Linked DNA regions of Canis lupus: region 2 is linked to region 1. A link is a contact called in public Hi-C data. All regions are on one chromosome and are shown on one strand. The core of a region is the stretch at or near the end of the contact, and the rest is flanking DNA. Distances in the headings are between cores, read along the strand shown.

What was found. Hi-C and Micro-C count contacts between places; a contact is called where the count stands out from the background.
Region 2: a contact with region 1 is called in a Hi-C map of blood, with 1.5 times the contacts expected there. The contact joins the enhancer-like site here to the promoter of FAM241A in region 1. A contact is called at or near these places in 2 of 9 Hi-C or Micro-C datasets (amygdala and blood).

What each region holds. Positions count from the first base shown.
Region 1 is chr32:7,902,319-7,907,789 of UU_Cfam_GSD_1.0, forward strand. FAM241A reads right to left here and starts at 2,749. Exons shown (of 2, transcript XM_038581895.1): 1 at 2,418-2,749. The coding sequence starts at 2,591. LOC102154795 (a long non-coding RNA gene) reads left to right here and starts at 2,624. Exons shown (of 5, transcript XR_005382635.1): 1 at 2,624-2,940.
Region 2 is chr32:7,942,600-7,947,659 of UU_Cfam_GSD_1.0, forward strand. No RefSeq gene overlaps it. Among named protein-coding and RNA genes, the nearest start is that of FAM241A, 40 kb to the left of the region's middle. Within about 2 kb of position 2,777, at least 2 of the 20 cell types and tissues checked have an H3K27ac peak or open chromatin away from gene starts, as enhancers often do. A contact at or near this core is called in blood, where this site is marked.

The DNA.
Region 1 (5,471 bases), core at 1,499-3,998:
GATCCAGACGTAAGGGAGCTTCTGTGGAGGCGGCTACCATCGCCACCGCTACCACTGATGCCACCAGTTCTCTTTCAACATCCATAAGGCTGAGACTGTGGAACACCAAGTGAGTGTGCCAGGCAGAAAGGACACCAGGAATATGGCCTCTGTCTCATTTCCAGCTAATTAGTTTTAGTTCCATTCCTGTTTATATCACTGTTTCTGTGGAAAAATTCACTCTAAATTCTAAATAACTAGTCTACAAACCAAGTTTTCAAAAATATTCTATTTTGTAATCTGGAGTCTGTGTGCCCTTAAAATAAACAAACACATACCATCCTAAGGAAACCAAAGGAAACCAAACCTAAGGAAACCTAAGGAAACCAAACACATCCTACGGAAAAACTAAATGAAACAACTCTTTAGGTTATATTTCATAGTCAATGAATTCATTCACTTCTCCCTCAAGTATTTTTATATCTGTAGTTACCATCAATGTAAGGGAGTGCATAAAATTTTTAAATTTCAGTTGCAGGACTTGCAAAGAAAAGAAGAAAACAAGCCTTGGTGACAATATTATCAACAAATGATTTATCTCAAAAGCTTACTTCTTAGACCAAAGGGTTGTGTTGTCCCAATTTTTTGTTCATTTTTGGTTTCTTGATAAGAAGTTCTTCTTTGGTGCTGATTTGGGGTAAGTGCATATCTCAGGTGTAATTTTCCATTACTATGTATGTAGGCTTAGGGTACGTAAATACATTATCTGATAAAAAAAATAACAGTTTCAACATTTCAAAGGAAAGAAATTTCCATGACAGGCACTGAAAGAAGCAGGTGTGCGGGGATATGTTTTCTAGGATATACGTATCATTTATTTTTGTTTGTTTTCATCCTTTTTCATTGTACCAAATAATTTTGGTAAGACCAGAGATACTAATGATGTGAAATCTACAGAAGTATAAATGAAGCAATATTTTACATGCTCCCTTACAAACATTCGAAAATGTACTTTAAGAACCTCAATTCTACTGTACCCCCCTCACCACCACCACCAAGGGAGTTCCTTGTAGCTTGCTGTTTTCTTCACTTTTCCAGTTGAACAACTAAAGCAAGAGGAAACTAAGCCCTTTAGCTACTGAGTCATGGTCCAGTTGGATGGTACACTAGGAAGGGAACAGGGAAGATCTCCTAGAGACTAATTATTTGCTTCAGTCACCATGCCATCTCTTATATTGTCATAAGGATGAAAACTTACAATAAATAAAATATTTTTTTAAAAAGGATGAAAAATTACACCTCCACATGGTAATGAGCCTGATGCTAGGGCATACTTTGTATGTGCCACACAATGGTATTTCTGTTTTCTAAATAAAATGTTGAAATACCAGAAGTTACACTTTATCTACTAATGCATTTAGTGATGCTATTGGAGTTTGCGAAATGTGACAAAATGACAGACGGACAATGATGAAAGGAGACAGACATTAATGGATTGTCCCGACAGTACAGGCCGTAGCAAAGGCAAATAATCATGTGACTACTCCTTAATGTGATGCTGAAGGTAGGCTTATTTCAGGTATTTCTGAGAGTTTAATTACTGTTTTTTGCTGGTGAAAATCTACCCTACATATAATCCAATTTCTTTTTATTAAATCTCTTGCCTAATCTTGAGGACATCTGATATGTTGTAACGCCTATTACCATACTTCATTTGGTGAGAACAGATTCTGAGAGTTTCAAAAATTACCCAACTTCTCCTTTTCCTACCGCTGTCCTCTGAATACTTCTTTCCCTTCGGTGCTAACTGAAAGCAATTTTCTTGCTTTTTCACTTTTAAAATGAAGTTTTGATTTCGTTTGCGTTCATGTGAGGAACCTGCTCTCTTGGAGAGTCCCAGGCAAGGTATCTATCGCAATACCCGCTCCTACACACGCTTTCAGACCCTGACTGCACATCTAGAGAGAGACGCCCACACCTCCTCGGAGGCGCTAGGTGTGCGTTCGGAACTGAACTGCCAAGATGGAGGGCGGGGAGGGAGCGGCTGTCCCCTACACCACAGCACAGGGGTTTGGACTGGAGGTCGCAAAAAAAAAAAAAAAAAAAAAAAAAGTGTTTACATGTGAGGCTTTTAGGTAAGTGACCGTTACGGAGGGTACTTCCACAGAGCCCGGGGCGCCGGCCTGCGCCCGCCCGCCCGACAGCAGGGGCAGGGCCGCGCCGACCCCGCCAGGCACGCGACCCGGGGCACTCGCCGCCGCGCACGCACGACCCCGCAGCCCGGCCCGGGGCGCGCCGTCCAACGGCTCCTCGCCGCAGCGACCAGCGACCGGCGCCCCACGCCGAGCAGAGCCCAGGCGCCGCCCGCCCGCCTACTTCCCTCCGCCGCCGGGTGGGGCTCGGCAAACCGGCCGGGCCGCGCCGCCCCCCCCGCTCACCTGCTCGCGCTCCTCCAGCGGCCGCTGCCCGCGTCGCCGCGGGCTCGCCCCGGGCTCCGGCTCTGTCCCCGCCACCGGCCGCTCCGCCAGCGCGTCCCGGTCCTCGTCGCGCTCCCCGCCGCCGCCGCCGCCGCCGCCGCCGCCGCCGCCGAGCAGATCCCCGGCCGAGCACATCCCGTCGCCAACTCCCGCGGCCGAGACGGCCGCCGGAGGAGCCGAGCGTGAAACGCGAGGCAGCGCCGCCAGCCGCGGGCCGCCCGGAGACCGGCCGCGCTGCCCACAGACAGGAGCCTCCGGAGCGCCCCGCTGGCCAGCGTGCCCGAAGCGCCAGCCCGGCCCGGCCTCTCCTGTCACTGGCTCGCCCCGCCCGGCCCCGGCCCCGGGGCGGGGCCCACCCGGGGGCAGGGCCACGGCGGGGGCGGAGCCGACGGGGGCGTGTGGGGGAGCCCTGAGAGCGAAGGCGCGTGTTCGCGCGCGTCCGTGAGGCCGCGTGTGTGAGGCGATGTACACTGAGAGGCCGTAGGTACGTGTGTGAGAGAGATGGTCTGTGTGTGAGGTTGTGTGTGTGAGACGGAATGTGTGAGTATGTACGTAACAGGTTTTAAGAAATTGTGTACGCGTGAAACTGTTAGGAGTCTGTGAGAGACAGTGTATGTAAGAGAGGGTGAGTGTGAGGGAGAGAGGAGAGCGTGTGTGTGTGTGTGTGTGTGTGTGTGTGTGATGCACAGTTACACTCCAACGGGGTGGTCCTGTTCTTCCGCGGCACGGAGGCTGTGCCTGAGTGTGCTGCTGGAGGCCTGCCCTGAGTGCCGTCCGTCCTTTGCAAGTAATACACACTTCTCTGTCTCTTTTGTTCCTTTTGTCTTCTGTGTAGTATCTCTCGGAAGGTGTGTGTCTTTGTCTCTGTTAAGTGTTTCTCCGGGGTGTGTTGATTGTTAGAGCCTTGGAGCATGTATGCACTACCAAATGCTCCCAAGGCCTTGGTGTGTATTTCTACAAATGGGCCAGGATATGTCTGTCTCTCTCAGTGGTTGATAAAGGGGATACTAACTCATAAATCTTTTCCTCACTACCCGTGATATTGTGACTTGTAAGAAATATATACAGTTGGCCCATGAAGGATGCAGGGATTAGGGACACTGACCTGCACAATCAAAAATCCCTGTATGACTTTTGACTCCTCCAGAACGTAATTACTAATAGTCTTGTGTTGACTGGAAGCCATACTCCTGACATATATAGTTGATTAGCATATTTTGTATGTTACATGTATTATATACTGTATTTGAAAAGGATATGCTCCTAAGAAAATCATAGGGAAGAGAAAATGCTAATAGTGCTGTAAAAAAATCCAAGTATAAGTTGACCTGCACATTTCAAACCTCTGTTCAAGGGTCAGCCCTGGTGGCTCAGCGGTTTAGCGCCACCTTCAGTCTAGGGTGTGATCCTGGAGACCTGGGATCCAGTCCCATGTCAGGCTCCCTGCATGGAGCCTGCTTCTCCCTCTGCCCCTCTCTCTGTGTCTCTCATGAATAAATAAATAAAATCTTAAAAAAAAAAAAAAAGAGTCAACCATATATTTGGTTTTCATTCCATTTTGGGAACAGAGCTCCTAAAACCTTGGAATTTCCTACTTGAGGAGAGCTGTAAACATCTCTTGTTTTGCTAATGAGGACACTTTTGGAAGTAGTTAACGAAGGATGGGGGCTAGTTGCCTGGAGAATAAAAATGTTGATTAGAGGGTTAGAAATTTTAGTCCCAACCCCTGAACTCCAGGAGGGTAGAGAGGGTCTGAGTTGAATCAATCAATGGTGGTCAATGATTTAATCAATCGTGTCTATGTAATGAAACCTTCATGGAAGCCCAAAAGGACAGAGGTTCTGGGAGCTTCTTGATAAGCGAACATGTGAACAGGCAAGCAGAGTGGTTCACACAGAGAACATAGAAGCTCAGGACGCCTTCCAACACATCTTGTACTGTGTACCTCTACATCTGGCTGTTCATCTGTATCCTTTATATTATCCTTCACAATAAACTAGTAAAAGTTTCTCTCAGTTCTGCGAGCTGTTGAACCAAGGACCATGTCATTGGAAATCTCCAATTTAGAGCCAATTGGTCAGAAGCACAGGTGACAACCTGGACCTGCAATTGGCATCAAAAGGAGGGCAGTCTGTGGCACTGAGCTCTTAAGGTGTGAGATCTGTGACCTTATCTCCGGGTAGACAGTGTCAGAACTGAGTTAACTGCTTGGTGGTGTTAGGAAACACACATCTAACTACCCTACCTATTCTGTGGAAGGGAAGTTGGAGGGTGTTTTAAAAGCAAACAAACGAGCTTTTTATATCTTTCATCTGTTCTTTGAGAAAATTATAGACTTGTATAGATAAAATATGAGGCTATTTATCAATGGAAAATAAATATGCCTGTGTATGGAGAATGAGTTATTTGGGATCTTCTATTAAAATGTTTTCAGGCCCAGAGAGGGAATTAAAATAGGCAGAAATTTAAAGACGTATTTTAAAGACCTATTTCCTGTAAGCAGGACTATAGAAACTAGAAAATATGCCTTTGAATATCACAAATTAGAAAGAAAATGAATCTGGTTTATTTCCTTTCTTAAAAGCCTTTTAAAACCCAGGGGGAAAGTATTTAATATTATATATATAATCAGAAACAAATGTCACCATGGAAAACCAAAAACATTCCCTGATGGGCCTCTTTGCTTTACTCTAATGACAACATTTTCATTTTTGAAGTTTTGCTTTGGCTGTCAGTAGTGTTTCTTATGAAAAGTGGACTTATACATTTTTTACTAAAAGCTTTATAATTATATATAGTGGCACAAAGACCATCATCCTTTTACTGCCAACTCTGTGGAGCTTAAGGCACATTTTGAGGTCCCCCCCTCTTTGGGCTTATGTCTGACAACTTGGTAAGTCAAGAGGCTATGCACTCTTCAGTCTGGGTACAGAGTGAACAGAAGTTCCTTATATACATGAGGACTCAGAAGGCACAGAATATATATATAGCAGGGCAGGTAAAAAGAGTAATACA
Region 2 (5,060 bases), core at 1,527-4,026, 40 kb after region 1:
CTAGACAACTTCACTTTAGGTGGTATACAGCACAAATTAAAGGATAGAAGCACAGACTTGAGGCAAGGGATTTTAAAAAATTCTCCAACTAGTCTCAATGAATACAAGCTAGATATTAATTGTGGTACAGACTTCATTTCTTATGCTACTTGATTCTTCATCTCTGAGAGACCTTGAAGGATGTTGATGAAATGACCTATTCTCTATAAGAAAGCAATGATTTTGTGCAGAAAGGGATTTTTTTCCTATTTTGCTGGAAACAAATTGGGTATGGTGGAAAATGTGTAGAACTGAAATTATGGGAGATAACTCTTCACAATGATTTTGAATCAAGTATTGACTAACTATGCTTTATAAATAATAGTATAGTAATATACTGTAAAGTAAGAGTGGCATGTGAAAGGAAATAAAGGCCAAATTTTGGCATTAAGGGGTTACATACTATTTCAATACAGAGCATGTCTACATCATTATTATTAAATCCATAATAAAAACAATTTCAGAATTCACAGAATAATATGCGTCTTTGCCATTTAGGATCATACCTCAAAAGTGCCAAATGGGCTTACAAAGGAAGTTATTTCATACATTTTTGGGAAGTCAGGATTAGGTAAAGAAGAGAGTTCTAATAACCCTACATACTTATATAAGGTTACAGGGAGGAAGATTTATTTATTTATACCCACAAGTTGAGCCAATTCCCAGATGACAAATCTAGCCAGATTCCAGAGGAAACGGCTGGTGACCTTTATTTCTTGTTTGCTGCTGTTGAACCTCTGCAATTCAAAAACAAAAGTCTAACTTTTAAGTTGCCTTTGGCTGGGGCACTGGGGGACACTTCCCTGCCCCAGCTTTTTCTATGTGATATAAGGGACCTCAGCCATCTTTAACAGACATGTCCTGAAGTGTCATTTCCCATAATAACAAATAATATGACTAATATCTAACTTTGAACTCTTCATTCTGTGCCATGTGCTATGAACTAGGAGCTTTCATATGAATTATCATATTGAATCCTTATTAGATATTTCTGATGTACATATTATTATCATCATCTCCATGTTATGGATAACAAACAACTAATAAGTAGCAGAGGCCAGATCTGAACCCAGGCAATTTGATTCTAAACCCTATTTTCTTCTCTTAATGGCTGGTCATCAGGGAATTCACTCTCCACGATGGATGTAGTGCAAGCTTAATGGGCAGATTGGAAGATGAGTGCCAAATGCCAAGTGACCTGCATTAGATTGACATGAGTAGAGTGGAGCTGCCACAGGTCAGGATTGTTTGGAGATGCATAAACAATCCATATTGTTTATTCTCCATGTATACCTTACTCCCTAGGAATCCTACACCCACCCAGTTTCTCCAGATCTCATGATCAGACTTGTGGGTTGGAACTGGAGGACTGCCACTAAAGTCATTTTGTGGTGTTGTTCCTCTGACTTCTGAAAGAACAGGAGCTGGTGGACAGACTATTATTCCCACCTTCTCTACCTCTCCGGGGGTAAAGTGGCAGGGGAGAGCAGGTAACAAGCTGTCTGAGAAAAATTGTGGGTACGGTGGGCTACTCTTTCACCACCATTTTTGGGACCTTGTACTGAACTCAAATCCCCTGAGAATCACCCCTCAATAAAAGGCTATACTCGTTCAACAGTTTTTTTTTGTTTTTTTGTTTTTTTGTTTTTTTTTTCTGAATCATTAATGCAGCAGGTTCTGGGAAATCGTCCTTGCCTACACAGGTACTTTTGTGCCAAAAGTTTTTAAGTTGAATATAAGTAATTATTTGTTTTGAAATTTGAATAAATTTCAATTTGATGTTAGCTTGTTTTTATTACAGCAGGACATACAAAAACCTACTATTTCCACTTTTTAAGATTTTTCTTTTCTTTCTTTCTTTTTTTTTTTTTGGAGCTCTAACTTTTTGAAAAAGGTTATAGGGAGAATTAATTAATTATATAGATGAATAGGGGGATCCCTGGGTGGCTCAGCGGTTGAGCACCTGCCTTCAGCCCAGGGCGTGATCCTGGAGACCTGGGATTGAGTCCCATGTCGGGCTCCCTGCATGGAGCCTGCTTCTCCCTCTGCCTGTGTCTCTGCCTCTCTCTCTCTCTGTGTCTCATGAATAAATAAATAAAATCTTAAAAAAAATATATAGATGAATAGTTTTTTCCCCATAGTCTTTATGAATTGTGAACATTAAAATAAAATTAGAGTTAAAAAAAGTAAATCATGTCATTCTAATTTGAATGAAAGAGGTTTTTGTTTGCCAATATAGAAAGTTTTTTGATGGTTTTATTATTTTAATGTGTAAAATGTTAAGGACAAATAAAAAACTAAAACATTCCCCATAAAATAGCTGTACTTGAAGCAAAATAGCAAAAAATCATGGAAGATTGGCTCAAATAAAGCAATTTCCATAGCAAGGGTCAAAGACATCAGTCCAGTAGGAGAGTGGCCCTATACTCCTGACTGTGGTCCCTGCTGCTGGACACCCCATATCATGTCACCCTGCTGTGTTGTCTCAGAATGTCTGAGAATGTCTCTCCTTGTTTCTCCAAGGAATTCGGTTACCAGGCCCTTCTCTCCAGTTCTCTGACACTTAAGATTTTGAGTTATATTTAAAGTTGCTACTACCATACAATGGAGGACCTTACTGAAAACTGTAGACTCTCAAGTAGTGCAGTCATAAACTTCCTTTTTCACAATTAGATCCTGAGAAAAATAACAGCAGTGCTCTTCTGCTTTTACATCCTTCTCCTCTTGACAAAATAGAAACCTAGATTTGTTATAGATTGGTTCTACTTCCTGTTGCAACTGCACACGATCAGTGTCATATGTGCACACTGAATTCTGCTTCCCTCAGCAGTTAATTTCTGAGAGTTTTAGATTCACAGCAGTTGCACCTTATGCATTGACTAATGAATCAGTTATGAAATTGTTTTCCCTATTTTTCCCTGATGGGAAGTAATTTATTTATTTATTTTTTATTTTTTTATTTTTTATTGGTGTTCAATTTGCCAACATATAGAATAACACACAGTGCTCATCCCATCAAGTGCCCCCCTCAGTGCCCGTCACCCAGTCACCCCCACCCCCCGCCCACCTCCCTTTCTACCACCCCTTGTTCGTTTCCCAGAGTTAGGAGTCTCTCATGTTCTGTCTCCCTTTCTGATATTTGGGAAGTAATTTAAAACATTTCTTGACATATTTGAATATAGCTTTAAGAAAATTCATGAAACTTAAAAGGAATTTTACTTTTGCAACGGACAGTTTGGGCTATTTTCTTTCTCAGTTTTATTCTTTCCCCCAAGTTTTAGTCTCTAAGTCTCATTTCTTTGGATAACTTAAAGTAGCCGGGATGGACTTATCCATTAGGTATAATAGACACAGTATATAGGAGCCCTGACACTTTCAGTGATCCACAAAGATATTTTAAACTCAGATGAAAATGTGAGTAAAATAATAATATTTAATAATTAATCCAGTTTAGGGGTGCCTGGCTGGATTAGTTGGTGGAACATGCTACTCTTGATCTCAAGTTCAGGAGTTCAAGCCCCATATTGGGTGTGGAGCCTTCTTGAAGAAAATTAATCCAGTTTGGAATAGATTTGTCTTTATTTTATATATGATATAAATATAATGGAGAAAGAGACCCATGAAAGTAAAAGTGCCCAAAGCCCATGAGTCATAACACACTGAAAATAGCTGGCTGCTGTAGAGCAAATAAACATCTTAAATGGCAACCGTTTTTGACATTCTTCAGAGTTTTTAATGTTTGGTGGCTTTCATGATCTGTTTCATTGCTGGCTAGGTTATACAATTTACTGGTCGTAAATTAAAACTAGTAGAGTGTAAAAATCGGAGTTATATAAGTCTCGGACAAGAAATAGACTTCAGATATTGATCTAGTTTCCTGATTTGGTTTTAGTCTTTCTTTAACACAGTTTTTCTTTTCTTAAAACAAGATACTGACTTTACTGTCATTGGTGTTGCCCTTGTTTTTTTTTTTTTTAAACCAAAACCCTGGCGCCATCTGCTGGTAGTTCTAAGAACAGTTTTATATGCTTAGAGGAAGGAAAACCGAGTTGAATCGTAAACCTATGTGATTTACAGAACTAAGAGTGCCAGCACACACTACCCTCTTTTCTTTTGATGATTTGGTGCCTTGTTTTCTCTATTCTGTTGATTAAAAGTCAGGTTTCTATTGAATCATAATCTCCAAATCGCAATCCATATTTTTTCCCTTAAATTTGTCTTTTCAATTCATGATTGAACTATGTATCTTTTCATCAATAGCTTGATTACAGATGCTGTTAAACCATCTCCTTGGACAATACCTTGTACAGTTCAAGAAGTCTACCTCTGCTTCATCTCTCATGGGACACTTCTCCGTCTCACATTTTCTAATATTCTAGAAACTGCCTTCTGTGTCCACATCTTCTGCTTTTTTTTTAGTCCAACTCATTTATCTAATTCTCATCTTTATAATCTATCCTTTACTCTATGGAAATTTTCTGACTGTCCTTTTTCTGGCTTCAGAACTTCTTCTTGACTATATTGTGCTTTGCTGGCTGGGTATTTCCTGACTTAATAGTCAAATGCTGTGTTCTCTTAGGGACCTAGAGTCTCAGTTTGGATAAGTCCTTGGTTTACCAGTAGTTCCCATACTGGCTGCTAATCAGAGTGCCTGGGCCGCTTCTTGAAGTCCAGATGTCCAGATCTTTCCCCAAGGGATTTGATTCAGTGAGTCTGCTGGAGGTCCTGGGAATCTACATTTTGATAAAAACATTAGGAGGTTTCTGGTGCAGCTGTTGTTCTTAGGATCCACAAACCCGCAGGGTAAACCTCTCTTCTGAGGACTCAAGGCTCCATATAAGAAGCCCAAGTTACACCTGTGGATCTTATATTTTGCCATATCTACCTGTCATTCTTATGCATACATTTTCCTTCTTCATCATTGTTTCTTTTCTTGTCCCTTTCCAGCTGTAAAATTTCTTCCCATCTTTTAAATCTCAAATCAAATATCACCTACTTTTTGGGGGTATTTCTCTTACCCT